2 separate regions of the Zea mays genome follow, and region 2 is linked to region 1. Evidence: chromatin contacts called from public Hi-C data. All regions are on one chromosome and are shown on one strand. The core of a region is the stretch at or near the end of the contact, and the rest is flanking DNA. Distances in the headings are between cores, read along the strand shown.

Region 1 (3,107 bases), core at 265-2,764:
CTGTGATGTATATATGTGATATATATGTGATATCTTTTGTTTGTGTGGATGGAATACAAAAAACAAATAAAAAAGGTATATATTGGTCACTTTGCCGAGTGTAACACTCGACAAAGAGGCGCTTTGCCGAGTGTCAGGGTCAAAACACTCGGCAAAGAGCAAAAACCTGGGCACCGGTTTAGTGACTTTGCCGAGTGTTATGTCTCTGGCACTCAGCAAAGAGGCCGGCTTTGCCGAGTGCCGCACAGAGCACTCGGCAAATAGCCTGACATGGGGACCCTCCCTGGCGGGCTCTTTGCCGAGTGTCCTAGAGGGCACTCGGCAAAGATATATTCTTTGTCGAGTGCTTCTGGAAAGACACTCGGCAAAGACACCGTCTCCGTCACCCGTCACCGTAACGGCCGCTTTTCTTTGCCGAGTGCCCGAGAAAAAGTACTCGACAAAAAAGACTTTGCCGATGCACTGTTTGCCGAGCCTTCTTTGCCGAGTGTCACACTCGGCAAAGACGTTGCCGAGTGTTTTTAAGGCTTTGCCGAGTGCTTCGGGCACTCGGCAAAGCGCCCGTTTCCGGTAGTGACTCACCCTTGCTTATTTGTTGTTTTTCAGAGAAAGAAATCGCTGATCGGGTAAGAGTTACGCCTGTTCCAACCTTGCCCGTGGCTGTTAGACCGCTAATTTGCTTCACTGCGTATATCGGGCTGCTTCAGCCCCACTCTGATGATATGTCCCGAGTTGTGGACCAACTCTTAAAGTTGATCGCCACCTTTATAGGTCTGTCTCGTTTAAGCAGATCTGGAATCATCTGATGTATAAATGTGTTTACTAACCTCATAGAACTAGTAATTATATCATATTTGAGTCCCAGAGGATTAGGGCGCTTCAAACCTCTTGAACGAAAGAACCAAACGAGATGAGAATTTGTAAAACATATGCCGAGGTCCAAAAAAGATCGCAGATTGGGACATGACTCAAAGTGTATGTAATAGGATCATTTAGGGCCCATTTAGATTCACCTGACTAAATACCTGTCCCATCACATCAGATATTTAATACTAGTTAGAAATATTAAATATAATCTAATTATTATAAAACTAATTACACAGATAATAACTAAACATTAAGACAAATTTGCACGATTCGCTAATGTAATGCTACATTAAATATTTTTTAATTATAAATTAATTAGACTTAATAAATTCTGTAATGCTATATTAAATATTTTTTAATTATAAATTAATTAGACTTAATAAATTCGACTCGTCGTTTGTGTTATTCATCTGCGTAACTATTTTTATAATTATACCGTATTTAATATTCATAATTTATATTCAAACATCGACTAATCATTAGTAAATGAAACAAACATTCCATTAGTCTATTCTCATCCTGCGTTACATATTTGATTTTGACACTTGAATTTGGAGGAGGTGAACTCCCTTCCAAAATTGGAACCTGCTCAACGCAGCCCGAAAGACACCCGCGTCGGCGCGCCTCGACTCCTTTCTCTCGTGCCCAATCCGGCCGCGCGCCCCTTCGGCCGCGCCGCACCGCACCGCAGCGAAGCAAACCACCACCAGGCCGGGACCAAATCCCAACTAAACCCGTCCCGGCAACCCTCCAAATCCAAAGCCGGAAAATCAACCAACAATTTTCCTTCCCCATTTTCTCCACCCACGAACTCGTCGTCTCTCATCCCCGGCCGCCACCGCCTCCCCTCCGTTCTCGCACCCCACCAAAACCCTAGCCGCCGTACCCCAGCGCGCTCGCGGTCCCCTCTCCCCGCCGCCACGTCTGTCTAGATCCGCGCGCGCCCTAGGGCTTCAAGGGCCCCGCGTCGCCAGCTTCCGCATCTGGGCTGGTAGTTTTTCAGTTAGGGTTGGCCCGCCATGCCTCGGAGCTCGCGTCACAGGTCGCACCGGTCCCACAGGCGAGGAGGGTCCGCTGACCGGTCGGAGTCAGATGGCGAGGAGTCGGCTCCGGTCGCCGGCGCGCGCGAGGAGGCCGCGGCGGCTAGGGTTTCCAGAGATCCCGAGCCTGAGAGGCGCCGCTCGTCCTCGGGACAGGAGGCCGTGAGATCAGGGAACGGGTACGCTGAGCACGGGAAGAAGAGGAAGGAGAGGGTTGAGGAGGCCGTGGTTGATGTGGTCAGCGACCGGTGGAACAGTGGCGTCTGTGACGATCACCTGGTCGACAAGAGGTCCAAGAGCGAGACCTTTGGGCATGCTGAAGTGGAGAAGCTGGCCGACAGGTCCAGGGGATCAGGGGATGAGTCCAAGAGGTCAAGCAGACGAGCAGTGGCTGTGGATGACAGGGCTGAGGAGGTTCTGTCTAAGAGTGACTCTGGGAAACGGAGGTCAGAGAAACAGAAGGATGTGGGGAGGAAGGAGAGTACCGGGCATTATAAGGATAACAGAGATAGGGAGAACGAAAGGGAAAGGGGGGAAGAATGGGAGCGGCAGAAGGAGCGAGATAGGGGAAGGAGTAGGGATAGAGAGCGTGAGAAGGAAAGAGCACGAGAGAAGGAGAGGGAGAGAGAACGGGAGCGTGAGAAAGATAGGGACCGAGAGCGGGACAGGGAGCATGAGAGGGAGCGTGATAGGCAGAAGGAGCGGGAGTGGGACAAGAAAGATCATGATTCCAAGCACGAGAGGTATGAGGATGGCGGGAGCAGGAAGAGTGGCTTGAAGATGAGTAGGACGGAACAGGAGGCCTACTCATATAGGAGAGATACAGATGTCAATGGTGAGTAGCCCATTTTCTACATGTTCTCAACAATACCAATAGCATTCCTGCTCTATGTACGATTATACGTCATGTTCCTACTGCAATGTGTTACAGTTTTCTTATCCTGATTTCATTTAGAGTTTTGCATGATGCTATCATTATTTTAAATAGTTCTAGCATATATTAATAAATGTGCTGGAAATGGTTGTAACCTGTGGAGTTCATAGTTTTCCTACTTTTGCGTTGTTTTCTATCACACTGAACGATTTAATATCCATGTTTCCCTTTGCTACATTAAACTCTGTTATGCTTATTATATATAGCTTACAGCATGGTATCTTGTTGCAAATTTATATGAAAATTGAAACCATATTTCTTGTTCT
Region 2 (3,200 bases), core at 176-2,675, 250 kb before region 1:
CGAGCCCTGGGTCGGGCGGAGCGGAGCTTCCTATGGTGCCTTTGGCGGGGCCTGACTGCCTGTCAGTCTCACTCTGTCAGGTAACACTGCAGTCGGAGTGGCGCAGGCGGCGCTGTCCTTCTGTCAGGCCGGTCAGTGGAGCGGCGAAGTGACGGCGGTCACTTCGGCTCTGCCGGAGGGCGCGCGTCAGGATAAAGGTGTCAGACTACCTTTGCATTAAATGCTCCTGCGACTTGGTCGGTCGGTGCGGCGATTTAGTCAGGGTTGCTTCTTAGCGAAGGCAGGGCCTCGGGCGAGCCGGAGATATGTTCGCCGTCGGAGGGGGGGCCTCGGGCGAGACGGAAATCCTCCGGGGTCGGCTGCCCTTGTCCGAGGCTAGGCTCGGGCGAGGCGTGGTCGAGTCACTCGAATGGACTGATCCCTGACTTATTCGCACCCATCAGGCCTTAGCAGCTTTATGCTGATGGGGGTTACCAGCTGAGAATTAGGAGTCTTGAGGGTACCCCTAATTATGGTCCCCGACAATATTAGACGGGCTCTTAAGGAAGAATCTCTCTCTACACAACTCTCTATACATATTGACTTTTAACTATATTTATGGTGTAGATGATCAGGGTTGTATATCATCCCATCTTTTAGATGTCTCTCGGGCCATTCTCAGTGATGAGTTTTAATACACTGTTTCTAATGTTGCCCCGTCAAATTTAAACTAGGTAGCCGTGTACTCCCTCCAGTGTTCTATTATTCGTCATTTTGGACAAGGTTTGAGTCTAACTTATAAGTTATTTACTACTGATAATTGCTTTTGTTATTTAGTTTTGAAACCTAATATTTATATGATCCAGTTTGTTTTAAAAAGTACTTTTATAAAAGTATTGATGAGTTTATTGGTATTTAAAGAAACATGATCAAAAAGCTATATTTTAGAGACCGTGACATTGTCCTAAACGACAAACAATAGAACACCAGAGAGAGTACGCAGAGTTTCATCCCCATAAAACTCTATCAATCTTCCATAAAACTCTCACTATATCTCCTATTAATTGCACTGACATGTTATCAAGTGTGGTGATGTGTCACCGTATTTAATGAGTATGAGAATGGTTTTATGTTGAAAAACCGATCAAGGGGACCAAGTAATTAACTCCTATGCAGCATCAGTAAAAGGACCAGAAGCACGATATGAACCACTAACAACAAAAAGAGCGATCCAGCTGTGGGGAACCGGTCAAAGTCTGAACTGGACTAAAACATCTCAACATCTTGGTGGCCAGCTCCATGACCAAAGACCAGTCCAATTGAAAAAGCTTTGAATATTATTATAGTGGTGCACAAAGATCCTATTGAACCACCTTCTAATTTGTTTCCGCTTAGTCCAGTCAAAGTTCCTACTCTTCTACCCGACCCAACGACAATAGGCTCGCCAAGATACTGGTGCCTCTCGTCTCCGATCCTCGGCTCTCTCTCTCTATAAGAACCCCTCCCCCCTCTCCGTCGTACGCTCTGACACACGCATCATCACCTACCTCGACGACACACACAAACACGTACGTACGCAGCCAGCCGCCGAGACAACTCGTACGAACAGCTAGCGCTGAGGAGAGGAGTGAGCGAGTCAGCTAGGCCAGCTGCCGGCCTGCAGCAGAACGGGAGCTAGCTAGCTACCACTGCGGTGCGGAGCAAACCTGCCGCGATGGAAGGTGTGCCGGAAGACAAGTGCACCCTTATCGCGGAGCTGGTGCGAGTACTGGAGATGGCGAGGCAGCTCGAGACGTACATGGCGGTCCAGCAGCAGCAGGGCGACGCTGCCGGCGGGGACCAGCGGTGCCGGGCGCTGGTGAGCACCATGCGCGCCTGCATCGACAGGGCGGTGTCCTGCTGCGCCGAGGGGCGTCCGGACTCGCCGCCGTCAGGTGGGGATGGCAGTCCGCGCAGCGGCGTGTCGGACCAGGCCGGCGGCGAGTTTCGGGGTCGCGGCAATGCGGCCGGCCAGTGCAAGAAGAGGTAAGGATCGCTCGTGAGTCGTGAAAGCAAGAGCCTATCTGTTACTAGCCAAGGGGGCCGTGGGCAGCTTAAAAGGGAGAGTCCCCCTCCTCCTATCAGCCTGGCTTTTGGGATGTGAGTGGTGGGCTCTCTTGGCTGGGCCGGCCCACGAGCGCATGAACGCCCGAAGCTGTCGAGTGTGGCCTGGGTCGGGGGTTGGACGCTGACATCTGGTATCAGAGCCCGGTTTGGCTCATGCCTGCCTTGGGGGGTTTCCCAAGGGGGGTGGGATGTCAGGGGCTGGTAGTCAGCGCCCCGGCTTTAGTCTCACATCGGCTAGCCAAGGGGGCCGTGGGCAGCTTAAAAGGGAGAGTCCCCCTCCTCCCATCAGCCTGGCTTTTGGGATGTGAGTGGTGGACTCTCTTGGCTAGGCCGGCCCACGAGCGCATGAACGCCCGAAGCTGTCGAGTGTGGGCTGGGCCGGGGGTTGGACGCTGACAGATTGTGATTTGGTTTGAGAATTGAGATCATATCGCCTTTGTCGCGTACGCAGGAAGACGCTGCCCAAGTGGAGCAGCCAGGTGAGGGTTAGCGCCGTGCAGGACGTGAGCCCCCTCGACGACGGCCTCAGCTGGAGGAAGTACGGCCAGAAGGACATCCTCGGCGCCAAGTACCCAAGGTCAGCGGAGCGCGCCGCCACACAACCGAACGCACGATCTTTTTCAGAATTCAGACGGGCCTGCGCGCGCGCACCAGCGGAGCGATGGCGATGCTGACCCTCACGCCTCACCTCACCTGTGAACTGTGACCTGTCCCCCTTGGTTATTTTATTCTTGCAGATCCTACTTCCGGTGCACGCACAGGCACACGCAGAGCTGTCAGGCAAGCAAGCATGTGCAGCGCACGGACGGCGACCCGCTGCTCTTCGACGTCGTGTACCACGGCAGCCACACGTGCGCCCAGGCCCAGGGCGCCGCCGCGCGCCCCGTCAACCAGCCGGCTCAGCAGCAAACGGACACGGAGCAGACGACCTCCCCGGGGTTCCAAGCAGGGCCCGCCGTGCTGCCGTTCTCGCTCCGTCCGGCATCCAACAAGCCGCCGGGCGCCCACGACGCCGGCGACGGCGCGACGAGCAGCCGTTTCATCGCGACCGGCTGTACTGTCACCGCGTCTCCTTTCGTGTCCCCGGCGACGTCAGAGTGCCGGATAGTTAGCGG

Evidence for each region. A called contact is a pair of places that touch in the nucleus more often than the background predicts.
Region 2: a Hi-C map of ear shows a contact between it and region 1, with 3 times the contacts expected there. The contact joins the promoter of LOC103636132 here to the promoter of LOC103636131 in region 1. A contact is called at or near these places in 6 of 25 Hi-C or Micro-C datasets (bundle sheath, ear, endosperm and 3 more).

Annotation. Positions count from the first base shown.
Region 1 is chr8:151,608,008-151,611,114 of Zm-B73-REFERENCE-NAM-5.0, reverse strand. It overlaps LOC103636131 (zinc finger CCCH domain-containing protein 13), which reads left to right and starts at 1,514. Exons shown (of 5, transcript XM_008658490.3): 1 at 1,514-2,742. The coding sequence starts at 1,887.
Region 2 is chr8:151,858,350-151,861,549 of Zm-B73-REFERENCE-NAM-5.0, reverse strand. It overlaps LOC103636132 (probable WRKY transcription factor 54), which reads left to right and starts at 1,425. Exons shown (of 3, transcript XM_008658491.4): 1 at 1,425-2,004; 2 at 2,537-2,662; 3 at 2,823-3,200. The coding sequence starts at 1,694.